Linked DNA regions of Sus scrofa: region 2 is linked to region 1. The links are chromatin contacts, called in public promoter capture Hi-C maps. All regions are on one chromosome and are shown on one strand. The core of a region is the stretch at or near the end of the contact, and the rest is flanking DNA. Distances in the headings are between cores, read along the strand shown.

The links. Promoter capture Hi-C pulls out the DNA fragments that hold promoters and counts their contacts.
Region 2: a contact with region 1 is called in a promoter capture Hi-C map of fetal skeletal muscle, with 4 times the contacts expected there. A contact is called at or near these places in 2 of 5 promoter capture datasets (fetal skeletal muscle and liver), 2 of 47 Hi-C or Micro-C datasets (fetal skeletal muscle and skeletal muscle) and 1 of 2 datasets of targeted methods (skeletal muscle).

Annotation. Positions count from the first base shown.
Region 1 is chr3:25,888,212-25,891,777 of Sscrofa11.1, reverse strand. All of the region lies in intron 2 of GPRC5B (G-protein coupled receptor family C group 5 member B), which reads right to left. Among named protein-coding and RNA genes, the nearest start is that of GPRC5B, 20 kb to the right of the region's middle.
Region 2 is chr3:26,108,153-26,111,718 of Sscrofa11.1, reverse strand. C3H16orf62 (UPF0505 protein C16orf62 homolog) reads left to right here. Exons shown (of 31, transcript XM_021086527.1): 10 at 1,014-1,110; 11 at 1,794-1,841. Among named protein-coding and RNA genes, the nearest start is that of C3H16orf62, 47 kb to the left of the region's middle.

The DNA of each region.
Region 1 (3,566 bases), core at 373-2,872:
CAAGGCCAGGGATCGAACCTGCAACCTCATGGTTCCTAGTCAGATTCATTAACCACTGTGCCACAATGGGAAGTCCTTTTTTTTTTTTACTTTTAGACATCCACCTTTTTCTTTTTTGGTAGCACCCAAGGCACATGGAAGCTCCCAGGCCAGGGATCAAATCTGAGTGGCAGCTTCGGCAACGCTGGATCCTTAACCCACTGTGCTGGGCTGGGATCAAACTCTTGCCGCTGCAGAGACAACATCGAATCCTTAACCTGCTGTGTCACACGCACCAAAAAAAATCCTTTCCTTTTTTTTAAAAAATTTTTAAAATTTATTTATTTATTGCCTTTTTTTTTTTTTTTAGGGCTGCACCCACAGCATGTGGAGGTTCCCAGGCTAGGGGTCGAATCAGAGCAGTAGCCACCAGCCTACACCACAGTCACAGCAACAGGGGATCTGAGCCTCATCTGTGACCTACACCACGGCTCATGGCAACGCCAGATCCTTAACCCACTGAGCGAGGCCAGGGATCGAACCTGCATCCTCATGGATCCTCATCGGGTTCGTTAACTGCTGTGCCATGATGGGAACTCCAAGAGAATCTGTATTCTTGACCACCAACGCCATACTGGCTCCAGATACTATGTTTTTAACCATTACACTTCATTACTTAGGAGCAACTTGGGTTTGTTTGTTTGTTTGTTTTTGTCATTTTAGGGCTACACCCACAGCATATGGAGGTTCTCAAGCTAGGAGTCGAATCAGAGCTGTAGCTGCCAGCCTCCACCACAGCCACAGCGACTCAGGATCAAGCTGTGTCTTTGACCTACACCACAGCTCATGGCAATGCCAGATCCTTCACCCACTGAGTGAGGCCAGGGATGGAACCTGTGTCCTCATGGATGCTAGTCAGATTCATTTCTGCTGAGCCATGATGGGAACTCCAGAAGCAATTTGATTTTAAGTGACATTAGGGTCAACTCAGCCCAGACAGAACTAAGGGAAGTCGGAGCAGAGAGAAGCAGGGTGAGGAAGGCATGTTCCAAGACCAGACTCGTGACAACCTCTTTGCTTTAGCATCTCCGAACCTTCTGAGCTCCCATGCATGTGCACACAGGAGACGCCCTTTCTGGAAAGTAGAGAAGGTTGTTGGGGGGGGGACCCAGGGGCGTGAGTGTCCATGGACCCTAGCTAGCCTCAATTCCTAGCTGAGATCTCCTTGAAGACAGGGAAAAGCAAACAGCACAGCTGTCCTCCTAGTGCAGGGACCCAGCCAGCTGTGGAGGGGGGCGGATCTGGCTCTCACACATTCTCTTCAAAGAAACAAAGGCTTGACTCTACCGGCCAGCTGTGGGCTGCCTTGGCCAAAGGACCCCTCTCTGCAGTGGTTATTTGTGGTTCTCCTCTGGTAAACACCCCTCCCACATTCTAGGTCTCCAAGTCCTCGCTACAACTGCCTCCTCCCCTGGCCTTGCAGTGGGCCTGTGATTTAGGCCTGGCCAATCAGGTCCCATCGGAGCTAACCCTGGGATTTTTGGTCAAGCATCCTGGAAAATGGTCCCCTTTTCTATGGGGACTCTGTAAGCCTGGAGCTGTAGCCTGCCATGATACTCACAGAGCCAAGAGATGGAGTGAGACCAAATCTTGTCATCCCTTGAGCCTCCTGGATGGTTCCATTCCTGAAGCCTGATCTCCAGTACATTAGTTGCTATTGTTTGTTTTGGTTAAACTGCTTTAGATCAGACTTTTTTATTTTATTTTTATTACTTGCAACTTTAAGAATCTCACTAACACCCTACTCTGACCTGGATCAGCTCTGAAAGGCAAGAGGGGCTCACCCATCAGGAGGTCCCAACAGGAATATTAAGACCACAGGCTAAATGCCAGCCTTCTGCTGTGGAGAATGCAAGAGAGGCTGGATTGGCCCTGCCCCCAAAGCTGACTCTGGGCCTTCCGCTGGGAAGCCAAGGGGCAGAGTTTAAATAGCCCGTGGCCTAATGAGATCAGAGAGATCCCTTAACAGAAGAAAGAACACTTTCTTGCTCCTTTGAAAGGTGAACTTTTAATGTGCCTTGTTAACGCCTTCCAAAATGTGATCTGAAGTGTTATATCCTTCGGTGTATTTTCATCTTCTAGCACATAGCTCATGCCTTGTTGATACTTCCTAAGAGACGGGCTGGGGAAGTCATAACTGGCGTCTCGCTGGGGAAAGGAAATCAAGGAGCAGTGGTTGCTGGGGCTTGGCTGAGCCACAGGCCAGCCTGGGGGATGCCCTTCCCATCTCTTTTTTTTTGTTGTTGTTGTTTGTTTTTTTTTGTCGTTTCGCCTTTTCTAGGGCCGCTTCCCACGGCGTATGGAGGTTTCCAGGCTAGGGGTCTAATCAGAGCTGTAGCCGCTGGCCTATGCCATAGCCACAGCAATCCTGGATCTGAGCCGCGTCTGTAACATACACCACAGCTCACAGCAACACCAGATCCTTAACCCACTGAGCAAGGCCAGGGATCGAACCTACAACCTCATGGTTCCTAGTCGGACTTGTTAACCACTGCACCACGACGGGAACTCCTCCATCTCTTAATATCAGGGATGGACTACAAGGTTAGAGACCCTGAAAGCCTGGCTGGTTAAAATGCAAGAGAGTTCTTGCTGCGGCTCAGCAGTAATGAAGCCGACTAATACCCATGAGGACATGGGTTTGATCCCTGGCTTCACTCAGTGGGTTAAGGATCTGGCGTTGCTGTGAGCTGGGGTTTAGATCGCAGACGCGGCTCAGATCTGGCGTGGCTGCGGGCTGTGGCTGTGGCCGGCAGCTGCAGCTCCGATTCGACTCCTAGCCCCTAGCCTGGGAAACTGCATATGCCATAGATGCATCCCTAAAAGGCAAAAAGCCAAAACCAGCCAACCAACCAACCAACCAACCAACCAAAAAAACACGGAATAAAAACAAGGCTAACTGTAGCTCCCGGGCGAAAGGTCCCTTGTGGGTTCCCTAAAATAGAATCTGGCTGAGGTCAGCCCCAAAGACGACCACAGCTGCTCTCACCATGCCAAGGGAGGATGCCCACATGTTTCCCAGCCAGCAAAGTAGGGTTTCTAGAACAAAGGCAATCCTAGCCAGGAGGACAATTTTGCCTCTCCCCGTGAGCCTTTCATGGGAACTGGCTTTGTCTGGGCCCACGTGAATTTTGGTAGCCACGTACTTGGGATGATGCAAAAAAAAGGGGGGGTTGTTCAAAGAAGTCTGACAGCACCCAAGGTGGGTGAAGAAGGGGGTTCTCATACAGCTATTCAGGGGAGACTAAATTAGTCCATCTTTTTGCAGGGTGGCATCTGGCAGGAGATATCAAGATTGAAAGAAAGGTGCAGACTCTCTGAAGCATGTCTAGGAATCTGTTTTTGCAAAGAGTTAATGATCAAGGGCACAAAGAGGAATGGATAAGACCGTTCACTGCAGCACTTACTTTTTTTTTGCTTTTTAGGGCCATACCCTCGGCATATGGAGGTTCCCAGGCTAGGGGTTTAATCGGAGCTGTAGCCGCTGGCCTCCACCACAGCCACAGCAACGCCAGATCCGAGCCGCG
Region 2 (3,566 bases), core at 434-2,933, 220 kb before region 1:
GGGTCGAATGGGAGCTGCAGCCACCGGCCTACACCACAGCCACAGCCACTCAGGATCCAAGCTACGTCTTCGACCTACACCACAGCTCATGGCAAACAGTGGAATCCTTAACCCACTGAGCGAGGCCAGGGGTCAGACCCACAACCTCATGGTTCCTAGTTGGATTCGTTTCCTCTGCACCATGATGGGAGCTCACCATGTGATATTTAGAGCACAAACTTCCATCATAGTTCATGTTAGCGTTGCAGGTTCCTCAGGCATCTGGGCCCGATACTCCATAGTATCATCAGTTACTGGTGGGGACACCAAGAACCTCTGGATTAAATTAGAGGCAGTGGCTAAGAGGATCTTCTGAGGAGCCAAACTGCTTGAGTTGAAGTCCAGCTTTCTGTGTGCCCTGGGCAAGTCTCTAAACGTCTCTGTGCCTCGGCCTCTGGTTCTATAAAAGAGAACAATAGGACTTCCCGTTGTGGCTCAGTGGTGAACAAACCCAACTAGGATCCATGAGGTTGTGGGTTCGGTCCCTGGCCTCGATCAGTGGGTTAAGGATCCGGTGTTGGCATGAGCTGTGGTGTAGGTTGCGGATGCGGCTCGGATCCCAAGTGGCTGTGGCTATGGTGTAGGCTGGCAGCTGTAGCTCTGATTTGATCCCTAGCCTGGGAACCTCCATATGCCGCGGGTGCAGCTCTAAAAAGACAAAGACACCCCCCCCCCGAAAAAAAAGAGAGAACAATGAAAGTGCATAACTTAGAGGGCTCTTGTGGGGATTAGGTGAGCTGACATCTGGAACACCCTCTGAACAGGGCCTGGCTCTTCGAAAGCCCCTGTGTGTGAGCTCATGGTCACCAAGAGTTTCCTAATAGTAATAACGCTATTTGGAAGGAAAGACACAGGACTGGGTGCCCCACCCCTAATTCTGCTCCGCCGTAATATTTTCCTATCCCAGGACTAAGAGCAGCTGTAACAGATCCCAAGAATGAGGAAGGCTGATGGGGCTTATTTCTGTATTACAGATCACTTCTCTCCAGAGAATGTAAATGACACAGCCAAAGAAACATGCTTAAATTGGTTTTTCAAGATTGCTTCCATCAGGGAACTGATTCCGAGATTGTATCCTTTTTTGTTGTTGTTGTCTGATGATTTTAAAGACCGGCTGCAAGCGTTGCACTGTTCAATGGAAGCCATGTGATGGGATGCCCTGAAATTCCTGTCGAAAGTTCAGTCCCTGCAAGTACGGGGCCAGCCACCTTGTCCAAGAAGCCCCTGGGCTCTGGTTCTGTATTTTTTTTTTTTTTTTAAATTTTGACTATGATGCCATGTACCAGGCTTTCATTTCCCTAAGGAATATTTCCACATTAATTTTCTCAATTACGATGCTGTATCTTTATGTGTTTTCTCTGGTTCCAAGAACTTGAACGGGATCAAGCTTCTCGGCACAAACGCCAGTGTTGAAGGACCGAGAATGTGACACAGATGGAATCTTAGTTCTGCAAGTTTCATCCTTTCCCCTAAAGCCTCGATTCGAAATGCTGCAGACCCAGTTCAGATTTCAGCACGCCGCTATGAACTAGCGTGTAACATTTTCCAAATTTTATTTTAAATGAGGCTAAGACCTTGCAAAGCAGATGTAGAAACCACAAGCCACCAGCTAATTTAATTCGCTGGGTTGCTGAGAGCCACCGTGGCCCCCTGTCCTGAGGACACACCTCGTTCTTTTCATGAATAGTTGAGGCTTTTCCCCGGAGGGGACAGGCCATCTGGAAAATGTCTTCCTTAACGGAATGTGTTTGTAGTTACGTGGAAGCATCCATCCTGAAGTGTAACAAGTTCCTCTCCAAAACGTAAGGCTCTTCTTAAATGTCCAGAACCACACATTTCCAAAAATTCTCTCACACACATGCACGCACACACCACACGCTAGTGGCAACGTAATAGTAGCTGTCATTCTGTGAGTACTGGTGTTTTAAGCACCTTCCATCCATTTTCTTATTCAGACCAAAGGAAAACTTAATGAAGTAGAGGTAGCTTAATTTATTTTATTTTTTTTAGGGCTCCTCCTGCGGCACATGGAAGTTCCCAGGCCAGGGATTGAATCAGAGCTGCAGCTATGGCCTATACCACAGCCACAGTAACACCAGATTCGAGCCACATCTTCAGTCTACATTGCAGCTTATGGCAATGCCAGATCCTTAACCCACTGAGTGGGGCCAGGGATCGAACCTGCGTCCTCACAGAGACAACCCGCTGAGCTACAACGGGAACTCCAGAGATGGCATTTTACTCTCCATCTTACAGAGAAGACAACTCTAGCGGGGAGAGGTTGGTTGAGCAGCTCATAGAAGATTGGTTATGTGCCTTTTTTGTAGGTTTTTTTTTTTTTTCCCCCTGCTTTTTAGGGCCACATTTGAGCCATATGGAGGTTCCCGGGCTAGGGGTTGAATCAGAGCTCCAGCTGCTGGCCTCTGCCACAGCCACAGCAATGTAGGATCTGAGCCTTTTCTGTGGCCCACACCACCGCTCCTGGCAATGCCAGATCCTTAGCCCACTGAGCGAGGCCAGGGGTCGAATCATATCTTCATGCACACTAGTTGAATTCACTTCCTCTGCGCCACGGCGGGAGCTCCTGCTCCCTTGTATTTCAGTCCTAGCTCTGCTGTTATTAGCCATGTAGTCTTGAGAAAGTTACTTAGCGTCTCTGACCCCCGCTCTCCCCCTGCATGAACAGGGCCCTGAGAAGGGGTCTTCGAGGGTCCATTGAGCTGCCCACACCCCAGTGAGCGCCGCAGCCGTGGGCCCTCACTCAGTGTTTGTTGGCTGCTGTCCAGGGTGATGAGGACAAAGATGCCAGAAGCAAAAGCCTTTGCCCCTAAGCTCTCTGCTACTCCGGTTCACCTTGGACGTTGTTTGGAAAGGAGTTTGCAGAGCCGGAGAAATGAGATCTGCTCTCCGAGGGGCTGGTGCAGTACCGAGCAGTGTTGGACAGCATGTGGATAATCAGCTCCTCGAAGCCCCGGGCTGCCTCCCAGTGCTCTGAGGAGTAATTAGGTTGGATTTAGAATGTGTCCCAAGTGGGTTTACTTGGGACCCAGAGATGCCTGGTGGAGCATAGGGGAGATAACGCCGTGTAGACGAAACAGTTATTTTGCCCCACTAACGGGGGGCAAATGATGCCACAGGCAGATGGAAATCCCAGGCGGCAGGAGAAGTAAGTCACAGTTCCCATTGATGGGGGAGCGGATGTGGCCCGAGGTGCCGGGTGTCCCGTGCTAGGAAGCGCGGGGCCCAGGGCAGGGAATCAGTGTCAGGGGAATCCAGACATGGCAGATGGGTCCACACGGTCACGGAGCGACCAGTCGCTGGAAAATAATTGGGAGACAAAAATTATTAAATTAGTAAAACTAATGTAACCTCAAGGAGGAAAAAAGTAGCGAGACCCCAGCACTGAGCACATGGTAAAGAGAAGAGAAACCATTCAAAGAATGAATTGTGTCCCGAGAGAAAGACTCTCATTACATAGCCTTCCAACACTCAAGCTTTGACCTTGATTTATTCCTGAAACTGTTTTT